Regions from separate parts of the Mus musculus genome. Here regions 1, 2, 3, 4, 5 and 6 are each linked to region 7. Evidence: chromatin contacts called from public ChIA-PET, HiCAR-type, HiChIP or PLAC-seq and promoter capture Hi-C data. All regions are on one chromosome and are shown on one strand. The core of a region is the stretch at or near the end of the contact, and the rest is flanking DNA. Distances in the headings are between cores, read along the strand shown.

Region 1 (2,700 bases), core at 85-2,584, 1.0 Mb before region 7:
AGAAAGGAAGCAACAGCTCTAAATGTTATTACCTCAGAAACCAGGTTGGTCTTTTTACTTCTCCAGGAAAAGTTGTATCTAGCCAATTTGCAGTTCCAGGGAAACTTCAGAGCATTTTCTGAAATACTATTTCCACGGGACTGAAGGTTTCCTTCCCTGAACGGCTTCTACGGTACTGGAAGGTTGCAGTCTTTCTGAATGCCACTTTGCAGTCACTCCTAGAGGGTAGGGAAAAAACAGTGTTCTACCCAGGTAGCTATTCATCTCTCTCTCTCATAACTGCATTCATTCAGTTCCAGGAGAAGCTTGTAAGGACTGATTAAGATGATACTTTCGAAAAACAAAAGCTCCAACACTTTGGAGGCAGAGAGGCAGATCCATCTCTCTAAGTTCAAAGCCAGCCTGGTCTCAAAACCGACAAAACAACAACGAAAGCTCCGCTCCCAGTAGGTGCTCAAGAAACAGCACCCTTACATCTTTGACTCTAGCAGTAGGGAGGCAGAGACCAGGGGGGTCTGAGTTCAAAGCCAGCCTGGTCTACAAAGCAAATTCCAGGGCAGCCAGGGCTGGCTGCTAAAGAGAAATTCTGTCTTGAAAACAAAAACAAAAAACAAAACAAACAAACAAACAAAAAACAGAAACGGGGGGAAAGGGAGGAAAAAGGAAAAAAAAAAAAAAGCATCTTCTTCCACTCCATGATCGGGTTTCAGGTTCACACTCATTACAAGTCAGGACTGCGAAGTGAATCCTTCAAAATGATTGTGAAAATCATTAACACTTAACACCCCAGCCTGAGTCTAAATCGCGCCTCTATGAACACCTGTGAGTGTGGTTATCACATTCAAAGGTCCCGACCCGACACTGTGTGCATTGCACAGTAACATCCTCACTATGTGACACCAGTGACTGACAGCGTGAAAACGGCTCCGCGGTGACTAACAGCTCCCCCCCCCCCCCGCTGCTCCTCCTCCTCCTCCTCCTCACTATGCACCGGCGAAACTCAACAGGTTCCGACCCCAGCAACCAGCACATGTTGAGTTTCCTCAAAGGAGCAGGAAGCCCTAGGCCCACTCAATTACAGCACCGCCACCTCCCCAGCACAGGGGACAGGAGACGCTCAGCTCAATGTCAGCAGCGGGCCCGGAGCGCAGGGAAACCGTAAAGCCGTCGTCACGGAGCCTCGGAGCCTCAGCCCGCGCTCCCGGGACGCCACCCCGCCGCCTGCTCACCTCGCTCAGCATCCGCGAGAGCCACACAGCCTTCGCCCAGCGTCCCCGAATCTGCGAGGGTCCCGCCAGCCCAAACCCGGATGTGGCCTTTACCGGCGCATCGGAAATACGTCATCGCTCAGAGGCGGAAGTGGCGCGCTGTTGCCCCGGCAGCGACTTCACGCCGGAGGGGGCGTGTCTGCAACCCGGAAGGGCCGGTGATCCCGCCTCGCGCTGCTTCTGGTTCCCATCGGAACTGAGGCTGAGTGGCCGTCTCGTTCCAGGGCGAGCCGTCGCCAGGCACTGGAGTCTTACTTGGCGTTACCAGCGTCACGAGGACACTGAGAGATTAAAATGTCCTCGCGACCCCATGTCGAGTTCTCTCCAGGAAGCAGTTTTATTGTTCTCCTCTTTGCTCTAGTTATTTCTCTGTCGCTGGGAAAGAACGGAGTTGGGGTTTCTTGTTGGTTTGATTTGGTTTTGGTTTTGTGAATTTTCAAGACAGGGTTTCTCATCCTGCCGTGGTGGCGCACGCCTTTAATCCCAGCACTTAGGAGGCAGAGACAGGTGGATTTCTGAGTTCGAGGCCAGCCTGGTCTACATACAAAGTGAGTTCCAGGACAACCAGGGCTACACAGAGAAACCCTGTCTCGAAACCCCCCACCCCCAAAAAAAAGAAAGAAAGAAAGACAGGGTTTCTCTGTGTAGCCCTGACTGTCCTGGAACTCATTGTGTAGACCAGGTTAGCCTCGAACTCGGGAGATCTGCCTGCCTCTGCCTCCTGAGTGCTGGCCTTAAAGGCGTGTGCCAACGCGACCCACAAAGAGCATATGTCATCTTTTTACACATCTTACAAATCTATACATAGTCTGGTGCCATCTCTGGTTCTGAAACTAATTTGTTTTCTCTAATACCCTAAAAGGCTGGGTCCTGGTGGGTTTTGTTGTTGGCTGGACTTATTTTTGTTTTCCCCTGTCAGCTTGATACACACTAGAGATATCTAGGAAAAGGACTCGGTGCTTCCATCGGATGGCCTGTAGGCAAGACTGGTGTCGTTTGCTTGATTCATGATTGATGTGGGACGGCCCAGCCCATTGTGGGTGGGGCCTCCCCCTGTGGTCCTGGGTGCTGTAAGCACAGGGAGCAAGCCAATAAGCAGCGTTCCCTCCGTGGCTTCTACTTCAGTTCTTTTTAAAAATGTCTTTGGACTGTAATCTGTAAAGCAAATAAATCAGTTTCCTTCCCAAATTGCTCTTGGGTATGGTCTTTACAATACAGCAATAAAACCTAACCAAAAAACATGCAGGAGGATTTGTTAGTGAGGCTCTTGGGGAGTCCGTCAGAGCCAATGTGATACTGTGGGATCAGGGTCCCTTCTTGGGGTTTTATGGTCACGTGAATGAAAGCATCTAAGAACTGATACAGAGAGCTGAGGGCGGGCAGTGGGGCCAGGGTTGGGGGTGGGGGCGGGAACGGCAGGCAAGTTGTAACT
Region 2 (2,700 bases), core at 30-2,529, 840 kb after region 7:
AATTCCATCTGCAATGACCTGTACCCCTCTGCCACATTCTGAAGTAGAGGGTGGGACTTCACATGTCCTCTAAGCCCCTAACAGAGGTGGCACGCCTACAATGACTGAGTTGGAATTACTCACAGAGTCTGGGTAAGAAACTCAACATTCCCTGGGGCCAGGGTTAGGATCAAGCCTCAAAAGCAAGGATAGCTGGGCATGATGGCGCACACCTTTAATCCCAGCACTCGGGAGGCAGAGGCAGGCAGATTTCTGAGTTCAAGGCCAGCCTGGTCTACAAAGTGAGTTCCAGGACAGCCAGGGCTATACAGAGAAACCCTGTCTCGAAAAACAAAAAAAATAAAAAAGCAAGGTTAGCCTGATGATGAGCCTACTGGGAACTCCAAGGTTGGGCAGAGACCTCTGCATCAGGGCCTGGCCCTTATACACCAGACACCTGAGGACCTTATTCTATCTAAGTCTTCCTAAGATGCCCATTGCAGCTTCCTGGGAGCCAAGGCCCCTCTAACCAGATGAACCACTATTTCTGGGGCAGGCATGGAGCTTTGTGTCTTTGCAAAGCCCTTGAATGTCTACATCATGTGACAAGGGCTGAAAACCCCCCAAGCACATTCTATGTACACGCACGCACACGCACGTGCTTATGCATACACATAGCCCATCAATTAGCTTCTCAGAACAAAGAAAATCCACTTTGAGATAATTTGCTGCCTAGATGCAGAAACAGTGAGCAGTTTTTAAAGGGCACCTTCTTTTAATTACAAACAGAATTCAAGTGTTGCCCCTGGGCCGCCATCGGCAGTAGTAGCTTAGAGAAGAGATGTGGCCGTAGGCCCCATGGTGCTGGTGACATCTGGGTGCTATTAGGAGCTGAGGCTCCTGGTTCTGCCCAGTATATCTCCTGCCTAGGAATCCAGGCCATGCCGGGCTGTTGGGAAGGGTCTGAGATGTCAGAGTGGTATCAGGTAAGGTCTTCTCTGTCAGTGTGAACTCTGGCGTATCAGCTGCTAAAGTGTAGGCTGCCTTCCCCAGCTGTGTAGACTATTTTTGGTACATTTTAGGCCCTCACCTCTGAACAACAGAAGGACTTCATACACATTAGTCAGGCCTAGGCTTTGGGGGAACTGGAGACCACAACCCTAGGCTGGCTCTGGAACTAGGAAGTCTATGCAGGTTACCAACCTAAGCACATCTTTCTGCCAAACCACAGGAATAATGGGACCCTGAGAGCTATGTAGAGCCTGGACCAATGCCCAGCTATTCTCTCTCAACTCCACTCACCCGTACAAGGAACAAGAACGAGCTGACTGAGAAGGATGAAGAGTGTGTCTGAAACACATGCCCAGACCACACAAAACAGAGGATTCTTCACGTTAATGTAACACATGTATGTGCAAGACCATGATCCTCCCAGATACCCCACTGTTCGTCTGAGCCCTATAGCAGCCCCACTTACTGCAGAAGCTGCTTTCCCGTGTCAGAAATAAGGACCCTGAGGAGTAGAAAGTTATGGTACCATCTGGAGACAACCCAGCTAAAAAGGGAGTCCTAGGATCTGGACCCAGACAGTTCAGGATCAAAAGGGAAGGCAGACAAAGAAAGACAGGCAAACAGAAAGACACCATCAGACAAAGGGAAATAGACAAAGGTAGAGATGAGGAGGCAGAGAGACAGAGAAAGAATAAGAAAGAAGACAAGAGAGAGGAACTTACAAAAAGAGCAGGGACCACATCACAGGCCTAAGCCTGAAGAGGGAGGTATTCTTGTTGTGAGGAGCCCTAGTTGCCCTCTAAGTCAGACTCTGCAAGTCACAGCTGGCCTGCTGCCGGCTTGGAAAGACAGGCCACCCCCTGGCCTAGCTTCTGACCGGTATGAAGGGTGCTGCTGTCACCTTGTGGTCATATCTGGTTCTACATGCCGGGAGCCCACAGGCACTTTTGTTCTCTAACACTGTCCTGAAGTTCTCTAGTGCTTACTACATATAGAAAACCACCATTGGCCCTGCTTCTTGTAGGCTGCAAGGGTTGTTGAGATCCCCGAAGTTGCCAGCTTTTCCAACTGTCTAGGACCTGGCCCAGGGCTCTGTCCATCTTAATTTTGAAGAGAACTGCTCAGGTGTCTTCTACGTGTGTAGAGAAATTGTAATACAGCAACATGGCTACTCTGGCAAGGGGTCACATCCAAAGACTTTCGGGTCTGTAGAAGTTTGAACTTGGTTCTTCCTCCCAGCAACATGCTCCCAGAAATAAGACTCAGATTCAAAATATATTTACAAATACCTTGGCCATATAGCTAGGCTCTTCCCTAACTAGATCACAATTTACTATAATCCATTTACTCAAATCTACATTCTGCCATGTGACTAGTTACCTGTGCTCAGATACCATGTATCTGTCTCATTACATTGGATGAACCCGGGACCTGGCCCTATCCCAGAATTCTTTCTGCCTCCTGGATGTTCCACCTTCTATTCTACCCTTTTCTATAGGCCATAGGTTTTTTTAAATTTTTAATCCATACAATACACAAGATGTTCCCTCTACATAGGTCTGTGTGATCCAGTTGGAACACAGACACACCTTTAATCCCTGGAGATGGAGGCAAGCAGATCTGTGAGTTCAAGGCCAGCCTGGTATACAGAAAGTTTCAGCTAAAGAAAAGCTTAGGTCCAGGTACACACCTTTAATCCCAACACGCAAC
Region 3 (2,700 bases), core at 193-2,692, 950 kb before region 7:
TAATGAACTAGGAAATCATTTATAACAAATGCATTGAAGCCAGGAAGACGCTGATGTTTCAGAAGAAACGAAACATATTCAGAATTTATGGGAAACCTCAAGCCAGGCAAGTGGCACAAGCCTCTAATTCCAGCACTCCGGGGCTGAAACCGGAGAGTCTGGGGTTCAAGGTCAGCTTGAGGTAGATAAGACTTGGTCACAAATATCATCATAACCATCACATTCCAGAGGCAGTAAAGTGGTAAGGCACTTTGGGAGTTTGGCAGCTCCTCAATAGGTTAAACTTTAAAGGGATCCTGAAATTTAGGCAAAACTGAAAAGAGAAATACAGTGTGTGTATTCCCAGCAACAATACTAATCACAGCCATAAAGGAACATCAACCCACTGTCCATCTACAAACCAATGGACTACACACACACACACACACACACACACACAATATCCACACTAGGAAATACTATGCACATGAGGAACCATACACAGAACCACCCAGAGCAGAGAAATCCATAGACAGATAGTAGTGTAGATGAAGGTGAGCCGGGGTCTGGGGAAAGAGGTTTGGGAGTTGAGGGTTAGGGACTGCTGCTTTGGGGGATGTACAAATGTTCTAAAAGTAGACGAGGATCAGTGCGTAATGTGAGCATCCTAAAACCCACCAACCACCTAAAGTTTACTTCCAAAAGAAGATTTATATGGTTAGTGGATCAGACCTTCAGAAAAAGTGTTACAAAAAAAAAAATCCTTAGATACGGTTTTTAAAACAAGATATGGTAAATGGAATGAGCCCAAGGCGAGGCAAGGCGGGTACAGCGGTTCACAAATAACTTAACAGCTTCTTCAGGGTAACGAAACAAACCCAGTTCTGTATGTCCGGAAACAGAGGCTGGAGAAAGGGCATGTCCCCAATACTAAGCCGGAGCCTCCCAGCCCGATCTGCCCCAATGCAGAAGCTGGGCCTAACTAACCATCGGGCATCCCTGCTAGAATGAAAGAAACAAGGGGTTGGGGAGGGCAAGGAACAGTATGAACACCGGGAGCAGTGGGTACAGGGGCAGCCACCTCTGGGGGGAGGGGGGAGGGTCACACGCTCGCTCGCGCGCACAAAACCCCGCGGGAGAGTTTCTGCCCCGTCCTAGCTGTGAGTCCCAGCGCCCGGGCACGTGACCCCAGGCCTCAGTTTCCCACGTGTGAAGCAGGAAGCAAGCAAAACAGGGCAGAGCAAGAGAGGTCTACGCGTTCTTAAGAACCACCGTGGGCCGCGACCTCCGCAAGTTAACTTCCCCGCGGCGCCGCGCGGGTGGGGCTCCAGGCCACGCGCGTCCTCCCGCGGCGACCAGGCCTGTCCGCGCCGCCCACCGTCCGGACCGCGCCACGCAGCCCTGACCTGGTACTGGCCGAGGCCGCTGCCACCTACCGTGCCCAAATCGGCGCCCGCGCAGACTCCGGCTCCCTGCCGGCCGCCAGGGAGGCGCCGCGAGGGGCGGGGCCGCGTGTCGTGACGCAAGGGGCGGAGCCACTCGTGATCACGCCCCTGTCGCCTAGTGCTTGACCACGCCCCCAACGTCTATCGCTAGAGCCGCGACACTCCAGGCTTGCCCAGAGGGTTGGGGGCGGGACCCAGATAGGCCCTGCCCACACGCACGGCCTCCGCCACTCCCCCTCCCCTAGCTTCCCCTCTAGCGCCATGACGCAAGGGGTGTGGCCAAGAGAGCCCGCCCCTTCCAGCGTTGCCCCGCCCTCATCTCCTCCCCGGGGGCGGAGCCCCTGCCGTTAGAGCTTGCTGCTCTGGCTCCTTTAACTACGCAGGGCGTTCCTCCTCTGCACGGCATCCTTGAGGGCGCAGCCACAAGCTGGCGTTCAGACGCTGAGCGGGATGGCTGTCCGTCAGCGCAGGGGTGTGCACTATAGGTACAGGATTGGGTCCCAGAAAGGAGCCAGCCCAAGGTGTGCAGAGCAAAGGAGAAGGTGTAGGCTAGCCTCTCGCTGCGTCCTCTATAGCCTCTGTTTACAGCGCGCGCGCGCGCGCACGAGTTGTGGTGTGTTTTACCATTTTAAAATACATTAGATGGCTCGTTTGGTAAAGACGCTTGCAATCCCCGAAACCCGTGCAGAGATGGAAGAGTAGAACCGGCTCCACAAAGTTGTCTCCGACCTCCACACGTGTGCCTTGACACACAGTAATAAAAATAAATATTGAAAATAAAATCCTGGTGTTTGCGAGATGGCTTAGTGGGTAAGAGCGCCTGCCTCTAAGTCTGACGACATGAGTTCGATGAGGGACCCACATCATACAAGGACGTACCCCTCCCACCCAAACAAATCCTTTGACCTTCCAGGGTGTTGTGAAACCGTATACCCCAAACCTGTACAAAACTAAATGAAATTCATTTTTATACTAGTTACAACTAACACAAATATCTCTACAGGCCAGACAAAGCAAGGCACACAGATATGTGTTTGTCATTCATTCATTCATTCATTCATTCATTCATGTAGTCTATAAAACAGTGCCTGCCCTGTGGGAGATGCTGGGCTGACAAAGTCCCCGTCTTGGTGAAGCCAGTTACCAAAAATGAAACCACACAACATAGCATTTACTGAGTGCATATTTGAGATTTTTTTTTTTTTTTTGTGACTAACGACACAGCTCTGGGAGTTTTATACTATTTATGGGTGAAGAAAGATCAAAGAGCAAGGTC
Region 4 (2,700 bases), core at 137-2,636, 900 kb before region 7:
CTAACCAGCCTGTGTGAGAGGAGCATCCCTGACAGGGAAGTATCCGAGGCAGTGTTGGTGCTCCCAGTTATCCTGTGTTGTTGGCCTCCAGCTGGCACATTGGACATGTGAATCATCGAGAGAAGGATGTGAAGATGACAGAACCTGGAAGCATGAGTTCAAATCTCACATGGGTCCCTCACGGAGGCTGTGTGCAGCCCTCCCCGTCCCCTCCTCTCCCCCCTCCTCCTCCTCCCCACCTCTGTATGTGAGCAGTGAGGGCATGCCAGGGAGATCTCATGCTGGCAAGCTTGACCTCAACTGAGTTCCACCCCCTGGATTTACATGGTGGGAGGTGAGAGAGCCCATTCTGTTGTCCTCTGAGGCCCACTGTGGACGGCGTGCCCACCCAATCATACTAAATAAGTGTTTTAATTTATTTAAAAAAAAAAAGAAATGAAAGGTGGGTTTGTGAGATGGCTCAGTGGTTAAGAGCACTGACTGGTCTTCCAGAGGTCCTGAGTTCAAATCCCAGCGACCACATGGTGGCTCACAACCATCTGTAATGAGAAACAAATAAAAAAAAAAAAAAACCTATGGGCTGGAAAGAGCAGGGGCCGGAAGGAGCCGAGCCAGAGCAAGAGGGAGAAAGGGAAGGGGGAAAAAAGAAAAAAAAAAGTTTAACAAACAAACAAAACAAAACAAACAAAATCCCAAAAGGTGAGCTAGCTTATTGAAGAGAACAGCTTGGGGCCCAAGGGCCATCTTATGCTGGGTGCCTCTCCCCTACTTAACCCGCTGACTGGAAGAGAATAGAGAACCAGTTTGGGGAAACACCCATGCCCATACGGCCACATCTGGTCAAGGGCGTGATCCGAGCTGAAATTTAAGCTGAGGACTAGTAGGTGGAATGTTCTAGCACAGGGGTTCCTCAACTGGAAGAGGCACTGGTGGTCCCATTTCACAAGTTTTGATCCAGCGGCACTATATTGGGGCTTAGAAGATGACAATTACATCATGGTCTCAAAGGTGTGGATGGCGCTGGTCTGGAGCATCACAGAACCAAGGTTTTTAGCGACTCTTTAGCATCCCTGTAAAGCTCGTGATGGTGCCAAGGAGTGCAGGCAGAGCAGATGCCAAAATTAGAGACCTCTGCCACAGACTTGGGTTCGAATCTTGCCGCCGCCCTGACCAGGACTCTTCCTAACAGAGTTCCTCGGCAACCACGCCCCGGCCCTGAGAGCCAAGCACGGATACCGGGTCCTCTTCTGGGATTCTAGGCAGTGCTTCTCGCTTAGGCGCCAGGTCCGCGATCGCGCCTCCGACCGTCGCGCGCCTCTCCACTGGCCAGCGTTGCTATGGCAGCGCCGCAGGGGGGGGATGCTGAGGCTGAGGCTCGCAGTAGCCCCTTTGTGAGGCGCGGGAGAGATGTGCACCCCACATCTCTTTGCTTGAGTCCTGGTCCGCAAGATGGGTGCTTGTTCGTGTGCCCCACCCCACCCCCACGCCCGAGGCCGGGTGCGGCAACTCCGCCCGCCAGCCGCTCCTGCATTAAAATTTCATGGGCGCTGCAGTAAACGCGAAGACGACGCCGGTTGCGCTGGGGGGCCGTAGGGAGGGAGGCTGCGGACCAGAGCGGGGAGGAGTTTGCGAGGGGAGGCGCTTGGGAGGACTCCCCCAGTTCTGTTAAGAGCTGGGCACAAAGAGCCCTTTGCACTCCAGCCGCAGGAGCGAGGAGGAGCCGAGGTAAGCCGGGGTCGCCATTCTCACTCCCCGCCGTGCGCACCTGATCCTCGGGAGGGCAACGGGGTGGGGGTGGGGTGTCCCACAGTCCCAGGGCAATGGTGGCCCGCGCTGAGTGGGTGACGGGGCTCCAAACCCGCAATGACCAGATGTGAGGGTCCAGTGGATGGACCATGGGGATGGAAACACAGAGGATGCTCAGGGTCTGGTAGTCACGGTCTGAGGGGGAACAAAGACCCTTCCCTTCCCCCACAGCTAGATGCACATGGGCGTGGGGACTCCGGTACAACACCAACCCACAAGGTTAGCAGGTAACTCTCTGGGATAGGGACTGCGCCCAGGCATGGAGGGTGGGGTAGCGGGTGGTTTCTCTGACTCCCTTCCTCCACACGCCCAGCCCTTACCATTCCTCCACTTATGGGCCTTATCCCAGACCTGGGGCGTCCAGCGCAGCCTCAAACCCAGGGCATCTCTGCACTCTCATCGCGACGTCGCTCTGGATGCTGTTTGCATATCCTTGGGGAGTCACTGCTTTGGCACAACAGTCCTGCGAGGTGGTAAGAACCCATTTTAAAGACGAGAAAAAGGAGGTCCAGAGAGGTTTAGCGGCCTGTCCAAGGTCACTCAGCCAAAGATTTTTGAGTTTGACACGACGGACTCTGAAGCCCACATGGCATCTCTAAAACGGTGTGGGGGTGACCCTAGAACTCACTAGCTCGGTTTCTCAACCCTCCTGGGCTCTGAGACACTACTCTCTGCAGAAGCTGGGGGTTTGAGAGGGAAAGGTCTAGACCTCTTTCATCTAGGACGCGAACGAGATTATTTCTTGGACAGAGGGATTCCGGGGACCCCTGCCTCCCCACTCTCGTCCCAGTCTCCCGAGCACAGGCCTCCAGGCGTCGGGGATCGCTGGCGCTCACACCCCACTGCGGAGAGGAGTCGCGCCAGGAAAACGCCCCCACCTGCTGCAGGGAGGGG
Region 5 (2,700 bases), core at 43-2,542, 930 kb before region 7:
TTCTCAGCCATGTCTATGGACTCCCCCACAGCCATCAGCTCTTCCTGGGAGACAGGGCTGAAGCTCTGGGTTCCACCCTGCTCTAGGACAGCCAGTCTCTTCCTGGATGCTGTCCCTTCCCTGCACTGCCTCCTGCCCTCTAGCCTCACACCCTGTTCCTCCCTTCCTGTGCTCTCGTGCTTGGTTAGTTCACCACCACATGTGTGTATAGCATGGCTTTGCTCACCAGTGATGGTTCCCCCTCGGCACCATTGGGCACAGTACTGAACGCCTCACATCTTGACCTTAATGGTGGGACTAGCTGGGATTGGGATATCCCTCTAGAGTCTAGCTGGAGGGAAGGTGCCCTGCAGCCCCACACAGCAGTCAGCTCCCATCTGAGGCAGCAGATGGACAGGCACCTGGGTTACTAGATGTAGCCTTGTAAGCTCGCCTGTCTGCCTCCTTAGCACTTGTCTCCATGCCAGGTGCACAGGAGCTTCTCAGGCAACATCTGTTCAGAGAGCGAATGCCAGTGTGTGCGTGTCCTGAACCTCTCCCAGCCCTCCGCCCCTGGCGTCCTCCGAGGGCAGATGTGGGTGTGCAAAATAGCAGCCTGGCACTCGGGGTTGGAAGGCACAAGGAGAGGGAGTAGGGTGTTTCCATTGCTCCACGCCGGAGCTGTGCCTGTGGGCGTTGGGTGGAGAGGACTCTGGTCAGCTCCAATGCTACCTCAAGGAGCACAGACTTCTGGGTATGGGTCATGCCTGACTGCACTGTCTCCTGGAGGAAATCCACCAAGACTGTGCTGATAATTTACAAGCTACTGGAACTCTTGGGGCCCAGAGCAAGTTCCCTGGGTCCAGGTGGGTTCCCAACATCCTCTCTCTAGCTGGGATGAGCACACTCCTCCCAGGCTTCCTCAGGAAGACTGGATGCTCGGCTACCCACACATCTGGACCACATCTGGGGGTTTCAGCCACCCTCAACCTGTCTCTATTCTGGGAAACTCTTCCCAGAGGCTGTGCTCCTTTCCCAGCCATGTGTCCGTCTCCCTCCCTCTCTTGGTGAGGACCATTGCTTTCCTCTCTACCTCCCTGTAGCCCAGGCTAGCCTCCAACTCTCAGCAATCTTCCTGCCCCAGTCTCCAGAGTGCTAACTAGACAAGTATGCACCAGCAACCTTTCTGGGTTTGGCTTTCAGCCTGGCTCTGTCTTCGTCAGCTGCCCCACCTCTGTTTCTGTCCTCCTCTCAGTTCTCTGGTGGTGTGGCAGTCCCCTCTTACCTGTATTGGTGGACAGGCGGGTGCTGTGAGTGCCTCAGGGCCAACCCCCCATTTTATAGCCTGGCAGACATCAGGGTCTATAGTGTAGCACAAAGAGGCAGCTGGGTCAGCAAACCTGGATGGGGCCCATGGCCGGCTCTGCCCCATTACTGCCCAGGCTAGCATTTTCTATTGTTGGCCTGGAACACAGAGAAACCCTGGCCCTAACCCTGCTCTGACTGCTCTCTCTATTTCCCTGGCTGGAGACAGGCCCAGGGCCTTGCTGGCTGCCAGCCTAGACTAGGGAAGGGGGATGGGGGAGGAGGTGACCTGGGATAGAAACCGGCCTCAGTCAGGCTGCTTCACCCACCGTATGGCTTCTCTACCTCTAGGGGGTCTCAGTTTACAGGTACAGTTGACAATTCTCCCTGTGGATGCTGCCCAGAACTGAAGACAACATTGAACATGTTTTATAAGGGCAAGAAACGGGTTTTCAGTCCACAGGCCCGGTCCTGAGTGCTTCTGTGTGTTTGCAGCCTCTGGGGCTTTGCAGCACACCTGCCCTATCCAGATCCTTGCTGCACCCATTTCTTGGATGAGGAAGGCTGGGTGCAGAGGCCAGTACTGACCATGGCAAGCAGGAAGGCTCTGGCTATCCAGCCTTGGCCCTGACTGAGGCTTGCCTGAATTCCCTGTTCTAGGGTGGTGGGGTAGGGCTGGGTCTCAGGCTCAAGGGCTTAGCATTCAAGGCTTGGGTCCTTCTTAACTGCCCATCAGCTCCCACTGTCTGACAGCAGGGGATGCTGCCCAGGGTCAGGAACACGGAGACTCTGGGCAGCCTCACATCCCACTGTACCTGACCGGGCCAAGGGCCAGCATTTCACCCAGGACCTGGACCCTGGCAGGTTCCTGATAGTCTACTGGAGAGGGTAGGGACATCTGAGATGCAAAGGGAGGGGGTGATAGAGAGAAAGGTTTTTCAGAAGATGAAGGGAGGAGTCGATAAACGGACAGGGAGGAGAGAGCCCAGGGCAAAGGAGAAAACAGAACAGCCAGGACCGCCAAGCATCTTAGTGGACAAGTGAACGCCAGATGACCCACCATTTCCCCAGAGAAACTGAAACCCACACAGAACAGGAAGCTTCAACCTTGTTCCACAGTGTGAACCCCAAGTGGAGTGGAGCTGGAATCTGGCCAGGCCAGGCCACCTGCATTCTGTGTCGCCAACCCCAGTAGGAGTGCAGCCATCTGAGAAACCCTTCTCTGGGGAACCCAGGACCCCCTGTGGGGCCTATCTCTACTTTGTGGTCACCCTGGCCTAGGACCAGTGATGGCCCTGTCCCTCTACCCATGAGCCCTCTCCCTGCTGGCCTCCTCTGTGCCTTTCATCCTGGGCCAAGGCCTTGAAGGGCAAGCTGGGAACCACAGGAGAGGCCAACCACTGGGACTCAGGCCAA
Region 6 (2,700 bases), core at 100-2,599, 970 kb before region 7:
AGTCTCAGTTGCCCTAGTCTGTACACAGGGGCTGCTGGGAGGCTTCAGTCTAGAAAGAAGGACCTGGAACACCAGCAGTGACTGCCATTTGTGTCACAGCAGGAAGGAGTAAGGAGTGACCACCTGCATTTCAGTCTTCCATTTCCAGAGAATTCTCTCACGCTTATCATTGAGTTTGTTTGTTGAAGGTTTTTTTTTTTTTTTTTTTTTTCCTTGGAAATGCAGCCCTGCTAACACAGTAAGGCTCAGCTGGAGAAGGGATCTCACCTTGCTTCTACCCCACCAGCCGCTCAGGCCCAGGCCTCATGGGCATGGTGGCTGACTTCCCCAGGAAGAAAGCAAGCAATCCAGACGGGGCATTGGAAGCTTCCAGAGAACCTGGAGGCAGCCTGGACGCCCCCAGGAGGGCCTTGAAATGCTAAGTGTTCCCAGGTCTGCCAACCCCATGGCTGGCACCAATCACTCTCCAAAGAACACAGGCTCACTGAGACCCACGGACCCACTGATGGGCCTTCCACCTCAGAGCAGGCATCCGAGGTACCACCACAGGGGTCGAGGAGAGGTTTAAATTCAGCCAAACTGAATAAAAAGTTCACTTGGCTTTGTTTTGGTCATATGCCAGAGGCTCAGAAACCACTGGAGTCAGTGGGGAGTACCGTACTGGATAGCCCTGACCTAGACAGTACCCTGTGGCCTCTGGAATGTGGTGTGCTGTGTGCACACCCTGACCTAGATAGCGGCCTCTGTGGCTCCTGGAGCGCGGGTGCTGTGTGTACTCAGCTCCTGCAGGTTCTATGTACACAGGCTCACCTGAGCTTGGAGGGAAAACTGCCTGGGTGTTGACTTGTGTGGACTTCATGTTTGTTTTAGCTGGACAGTAGCATGGGACAACTTACTGTTCCCACTGCATTTACAGTGCACTGCAGTACAAATCAATTCGAGGTGGTTTGCAGCACACAGAGGTGGGCCAGCAAGACGGCTCAGCGGGTAAATGCTCTTGCTGCACAAGCCCGACTTGAGTTCAAATCCCGGGACCCGCAGAGACGTGGGGAGAACTGACCCCACGGAGTGGTTTTCTGATCTCCATACTCAGACCACGGTGGAGGCTGTCCACTGAGACCTTTCCTGTCAGCGGAGGAGGAGGTGGAGGAGAAGGAGGAGAAGCATGTGTATTTTTTGTGCTTCTCTCCAAAGAAGGGAGAGAACTCTGCAGGCGTAGCAGCCTCAGAAACTGTCAGTACACCACAAACCCCAAAGCAGCAGCCACAAGAACAGTCATAGACTGTCAGCCTCTATTCTGGAACCTTCTGCTCAGAGCTCGTGCAACACAGGACAGTGAGAGGCAGGGGTGTGGTCCACAGCTCTCCTTCTTACAGGAGGATCACAAGTCAGCACTAAGCCAGGGGCTATCCACATCCTCCCATCAGCCCTGTGCTTGCACAGTGGGATCTGCCCTCTAGGGGCCAGCTAGGTTTGTGAGGATGCAGGACAAGTATAACTGTGCCCAGGGGCAGAATCACTAATAAGGTGGGCCAACTGGCGCCCATTCGGGTGCTCCCTGCAGAGTCCTGGCGGTCTGGGACATTTTCTAAAACAGCTTCGGACCCCATAGCTCACACTATTTCCCTGTAATGTAGCATCAACTGATTATCAGGCTTTCCACATGTGGGCCAGGCACAGAAAGGGTGCAGACCACCTGCATCCAGACCCAGCTGTGTGGCCTGACATTGCCTAATCTCCCTGAAATCCTCTGAGAAACAGGGCTGCCGGCACCTCTGGGCTTCATCACACTCAACTTCAAAAGGCCATGGGGACTCCTGGAGCCTGAGGAGAGACTGTCAGTGAATCTGTGCAGGGATATCTGCCCGGAGCAAGTGTTGCCCGGCAGGTGCCATGAAGTGTGTTTGTCCCATTTAGTGGAAGAGGTTGTGGCTCTGCAAGTGACGTAATGAGCCGAGACCACACAGCTAAGGAAACAGAAAAGTCAGCTTTGTCCTTCAGTACTGCTGTCCCCGTGCCCCGCCCTGGTGTCATACAGCTCTCAAAATGAACCATGAGGGGCTGGGGGCCTCATGCCAGCTCTCAGCTCAATCCCTGGCTGCTCAGGAGCCATGAGAAGGGAAGAGGGCAGCAAAGGCAGAGGGATCTGATGGAACCACTTATTGAGCACCTACTGTGCGCCTGCACCTACTGTGTGCCTGAACCACTCACACTAGTAGGCTTGGATGAGAGCAGAAGACAAAGGAGGAGCACCAGGTTATCCTCAGCTACACAGAGAGCTCAAGGCCAGCCTGGGCTACATAAGAGACACAGTGCTGGAGCCAAGGACAGAGAGAAACAGCCAGTTTGAGGAGGAACAGACACCCACAGTGAACAGAAGCAAGTGACATTTTGGCTCAAATCCATCGCTCTGTACTTTCTAAGCTGGTGTTTCCCTACGCTCAAGAGATCAAGAGGCTCCCAAGAAAACAAGGAGCTGTGAGCAGAGGGAGGCGGCAGTAGCTGAGGCTACACCTGTAAAGTGGTCCTGGATGGGGATCCAGGGGCCCTGTGCACAAACCCAGACCTTTGTGTGATCCTGCCCCCAGGGAAACAGCTCCCAACTTCCCTCTGCCAGGCAGCAACGCTGTTGCACCCTGCACAACCCTACTCTCCCATGAATGACTGGGGAAGGCGACCCTAGGTATCAGAGACCACCAA
Region 7 (2,700 bases), core at 165-2,664:
AAATGTAATTAAAAGTGTTCTCCTAAAAGTGAAAAAGAATCGTCACCAATTCATTTAACAAGAGTTTGCTGAAGGGCTGGAGAAATGGCTCTGCGGCTAAGAGGACTTGCTGCTCTGAGTAACTGGGTTCAGTTTCCAGCCCATGGACGGTGGCTCACTTCTTGCTCTAGTTCCAGGGGATCCAATGCCTAATGCCCTCTTACTACTACCTCCAAGAGCACTGTATGAACGCAGCACATATGCACACACGCAGGCAAACACTTAAATACACATATAAACAGGCAAATCTTTAAAAACACCAAATGCTGGCTGAAGATGTGCTATGTACTAAAGACTGATCCAAAAAAAATGGAGGTATCAGAGTGAGTATCCTGCACAATGTAGGGCGAACAGTCAGAAAGACAAACAATACACACTTCCCAAGACCTTTAAGGTGAGCTACTGATTTGAGGAAAAAGCATTCGAGTCAGCAGAAAGAGAAGGAAAGCCAACATACAGAGCGACAGAGGAACAAGGGGTCTTGTAATGCTGGAATGGGCAAGGAAAAAAAATTACATATGAGCAGAAAATAGAATCTGGGCAGTGTTAAGTAGAGAAACCTTGTTAGTGATTTTTACAAGGTTGACGTTAATACAGGCAAGGAATCTAGACAGCTAACTTAACGTCTTTTTTTTTTTTTGCTTCTTTTAAGAATCTGAAATTAAACCAGGGCCGAGGAAGAACAGCAACAACAAAATGGGTCACACTTGAAATTGCACAAGGGACACCGGCTCAGGTATGACAGCTGAACATTCCCCGCCACCACGGTTTCCTGTGATGTCCGTGGCTCTAAGCAGAGGGGGAAGCCACAACTTCCCAACAGAATGACGGGACCAGTCCGACGAACTTGGGAAAAGTCTTTATTTGCCGTGTTAAGCACCATGTGTTTAACCCCGCACCGAACCCAGTGAAGCAGGTGGGGCCGGTGTCTCCCCATCTTAGAGATGAGGGGTCTGAGAGCGACCGCAGGGGCATGATCTAGAGTGGGCTTCACTGAGCCTGAGGTGGGTCGGGCTCGAACTTGCGGGCGACCCTTCGCCCGGCATTCCCGGCTCCCCCGAGAGCCCCGGCCGCACCGCCGACCCTGGCGCTGACTGCGGAGGGCGGCGGCGCCGCACAGGGCCTTGGGGGCTCCAGGAAGGAGCCAACTGCGACCCGGGAGCGCCCTCCTCGCGGAGCCCACCGATCCTCCCCAGCCCGCATTCCGGAACCTCGTTCGAGCCCAACGACCCACTCACAATTCCTTAATCAGCACCATCTTCCGGGAACCCCTCACAGCCGCCGCCGCCAGCCGCCACCGCCGGGCCTCGCAACACGCAAGCGTAGCCCCGCCTCCCAATCGTCCGAGCCCCGGGAGCGCCTGCGCGTCCGCGCCCTTCCGCCGCCGGCCATTGCGTCAGCGCGCCTGGGGGAGCTGACTCCGCCCAGTCCACGCCCCGCTCACGGAGCACGAGGCCTCCACTGCGGCTGCGTGGCCCCTTGGCGCGCTGGTGAGCCTTGGAGCGCGCCTGCGTACTCTCGGCGAGCAGTGGGGCAGCAAGCGCGGCGTCCTCCTGCCAGCGTTAGTCTCTCACGGCGCTGTGCAGCCTATGGTTTCCAGTGAGTTCTCCAGTCGGGACCCTAAACGACGTTGAGTTCGCACAGGTGTGGGAGCCGAGGACGACCTCAGGTTTAGCAGGAGCGTGTTCTAGAAACCCAGACAGACCGGTGTTAAAATCCTGATGTGTTCGCCCCTTGTCCTAACTAACCTTTTTAAGGGTACATCTATCTGGTTTGCCTGTATTGTGTCTGCTCCCTGTGTGTCTCATGCATACTGAGGTTCACGTGTAACTGGAGATGCAGACAGTTGTGAAATGCCATGTGAGTGCTGGGAACCAAACCTGGGTCCTCTGCAAGAACCCCCAGTGTTCTTAACAACTGAGCCCCTGTCCAAACATTGAATCCTCAACAAAAGCAATTTTGCATGAGACAGACCCAGACCCAGTTGGGTAGACTAATTCTAGACGAATTCTACGTGTCTAAGGCATTGGTTTTTCATTATGTGCTTTCGGGGCAAAGAACTCACTACAGGAAGAATGAAAGTTAAATTTTACTAAGACCAATCAGAAGCCCGTCCCAACACGGGCTTTAAGCACTAGTTGACCTAACAACTTTGATAAAACAATTTTGAAACAGTGACTAAGTACTGCTCTTGGACTGCCCTCTGCTTCCTCACTCACTGAACTTAGTAACTTGGGATTCAAGGACCTTTTAGTGGGATTCCTAGGGAGCTGGATAGCTGCAGGAATAATCTTCTTTGTGTCAACGGGCATTTTAGGTAAATTTGATTTCTCTATACTTTGTGTCAAACCATATTTTTTCCCTCATCGAATGATCTTGAAAATATTTTCATAAAAACTAGAAATAGTCTCAAGAATATTCTTCCCCTCTCTAGTGATTGATTTATTTATATTTTATGTACATTGGTGTTTTACCTGCATGTATACCTGGATGAGGTCAGATCCCCTGGAACTGGAGTTTCAAACAGTTGTGAGCTGCCACGTCGTGGGTGCTGGGAATTGAACCCAGATACTCTAGAAGAACCACCAGTGCTCTTAACTGCTGAGCCATCTCTCCAACCCCAGTCCCAAGTGTTCCTTAATTTTGTTAGATATCAGAGCA

Evidence for each region. Promoter capture Hi-C pulls out the DNA fragments that hold promoters and counts their contacts. ChIA-PET counts read pairs in DNA pulled down with a chosen protein or histone mark. HiCAR-type assays count read pairs that join an accessible place to other places. HiChIP or PLAC-seq counts read pairs in DNA pulled down with a chosen protein or histone mark.
Region 1: a contact with region 7 is called in a HiCAR-type map of astrocytes, with 3 times the contacts expected there. The contact joins the promoter of Tfip11 here to the promoter of Pitpnb in region 7. A contact is called at or near these places in 5 of 39 promoter capture datasets (the 3T3-L1 cell line, embryonic stem cells, erythroid cells and 2 more), 1 of 484 Hi-C or Micro-C datasets (CD4 T cells), 3 of 115 datasets of contacts at active chromatin or transcription factors (astrocytes, epiblast stem cells and pancreatic cancer cells) and 2 of 9 other capture datasets (adipose tissue and liver).
Region 2: a promoter capture Hi-C map of 3T3-L1-derived adipocytes shows a contact between it and region 7, with 6 times the contacts expected there. The contact joins the enhancer-like site here to the promoter of Pitpnb in region 7. A contact is called at or near these places in 9 of 39 promoter capture datasets (the 3T3-L1 cell line, 3T3-L1-derived adipocytes, the C10 cell line and 4 more) and 1 of 115 datasets of contacts at active chromatin or transcription factors (bone marrow-derived macrophages).
Region 3: a contact with region 7 is called in an RNA polymerase II ChIA-PET map of memory CD8 T cells, with 26 read pairs. The contact joins the promoter of Tpst2 here to the promoter of Pitpnb in region 7. A contact is called at or near these places in 5 of 39 promoter capture datasets (the 3T3-L1 cell line, hippocampal neurons, liver and 1 more), 1 of 484 Hi-C or Micro-C datasets (uterus), 8 of 115 datasets of contacts at active chromatin or transcription factors (astrocytes, bone marrow-derived macrophages, craniofacial prominence and 4 more) and 1 of 9 other capture datasets (adipose tissue).
Region 4: an H3K4me3 HiChIP or PLAC-seq map of bone marrow-derived macrophages shows a contact between it and region 7, with 5 times the contacts expected there. The contact joins the promoter of Miat here to the promoter of Pitpnb in region 7. A contact is called at or near these places in 7 of 39 promoter capture datasets (the 3T3-L1 cell line, embryonic stem cells, frontonasal cranial neural crest and 3 more) and 14 of 115 datasets of contacts at active chromatin or transcription factors (the NIH/3T3 cell line, astrocytes, bone marrow-derived macrophages and 11 more).
Region 5: a HiCAR-type map of astrocytes shows a contact between it and region 7, with 4 times the contacts expected there. The contact joins the promoter of Crybb1 here to the promoter of Pitpnb in region 7. A contact is called at or near these places in 11 of 39 promoter capture datasets (the 3T3-L1 cell line, 3T3-L1-derived adipocytes, the C10 cell line and 7 more) and 7 of 115 datasets of contacts at active chromatin or transcription factors (astrocytes, bone marrow-derived macrophages, embryonic forebrain and 4 more).
Region 6: an H3K27ac HiChIP or PLAC-seq map of extraembryonic endoderm stem cells shows a contact between it and region 7, with 5 times the contacts expected there. The contact joins the enhancer-like site here to the promoter of Pitpnb in region 7. A contact is called at or near these places in 7 of 39 promoter capture datasets (the 3T3-L1 cell line, embryonic stem cells, frontonasal cranial neural crest and 3 more), 3 of 115 datasets of contacts at active chromatin or transcription factors (T-cell acute lymphoblastic leukemia, astrocytes and extraembryonic endoderm stem cells) and 1 of 9 other capture datasets (adipose tissue).

The regions. Positions count from the first base shown.
Region 1 is chr5:112,325,003-112,327,702 of GRCm38.p6, reverse strand. It overlaps Tfip11 (tuftelin interacting protein 11), which reads right to left and starts at 1,334. Exons shown (of 14, transcript NM_018783.4): 1 at 1,230-1,334; 2 at 33-218.
Region 2 is chr5:110,493,155-110,495,854 of GRCm38.p6, reverse strand. No RefSeq gene overlaps it. Among named protein-coding and RNA genes, the nearest start is that of A630023P12Rik, 20 kb to the left of the region's middle. Within about 2 kb of position 1,279, at least 53 of the 459 cell types and tissues checked have an H3K27ac peak or open chromatin away from gene starts, as enhancers often do. A contact at or near this core is called in 3T3-L1-derived adipocytes, where this site is marked.
Region 3 is chr5:112,275,487-112,278,186 of GRCm38.p6, reverse strand. Tpst2 (protein-tyrosine sulfotransferase 2) reads right to left here and starts at 1,442. Exons shown (of 7, transcript NM_009419.5): 1 at 1,416-1,442.
Region 4 is chr5:112,227,634-112,230,333 of GRCm38.p6, reverse strand. Miat (myocardial infarction associated transcript (non-protein coding)) reads left to right here and starts at 1,386. Exons shown (of 7, transcript NR_033657.1): 1 at 1,386-1,725; 2 at 1,978-2,033; 3 at 2,120-2,279.
Region 5 is chr5:112,254,412-112,257,111 of GRCm38.p6, reverse strand. It overlaps Crybb1 (crystallin, beta B1), which reads right to left and starts at 1,292. Exons shown (of 6, transcript NM_023695.3): 1 at 1,265-1,292. It also overlaps a transcript of Cryba4 not described here.
Region 6 is chr5:112,300,565-112,303,264 of GRCm38.p6, reverse strand. The region is part of intron 1 of Tpst2 (protein-tyrosine sulfotransferase 2); the gene reads right to left. Among named protein-coding and RNA genes, the nearest start is that of Tfip11, 24 kb to the left of the region's middle. Within about 2 kb of position 1,349, at least 52 of the 459 cell types and tissues checked have an H3K27ac peak or open chromatin away from gene starts, as enhancers often do. A contact at or near this core is called in T-cell acute lymphoblastic leukemia, extraembryonic endoderm stem cells and liver, where this site is marked.
Region 7 is chr5:111,329,411-111,332,110 of GRCm38.p6, reverse strand. It overlaps Pitpnb (phosphatidylinositol transfer protein, beta), which reads right to left and starts at 1,414. Exons shown (of 12, transcript NM_019640.5): 1 at 1,278-1,414. The coding sequence starts at 1,297.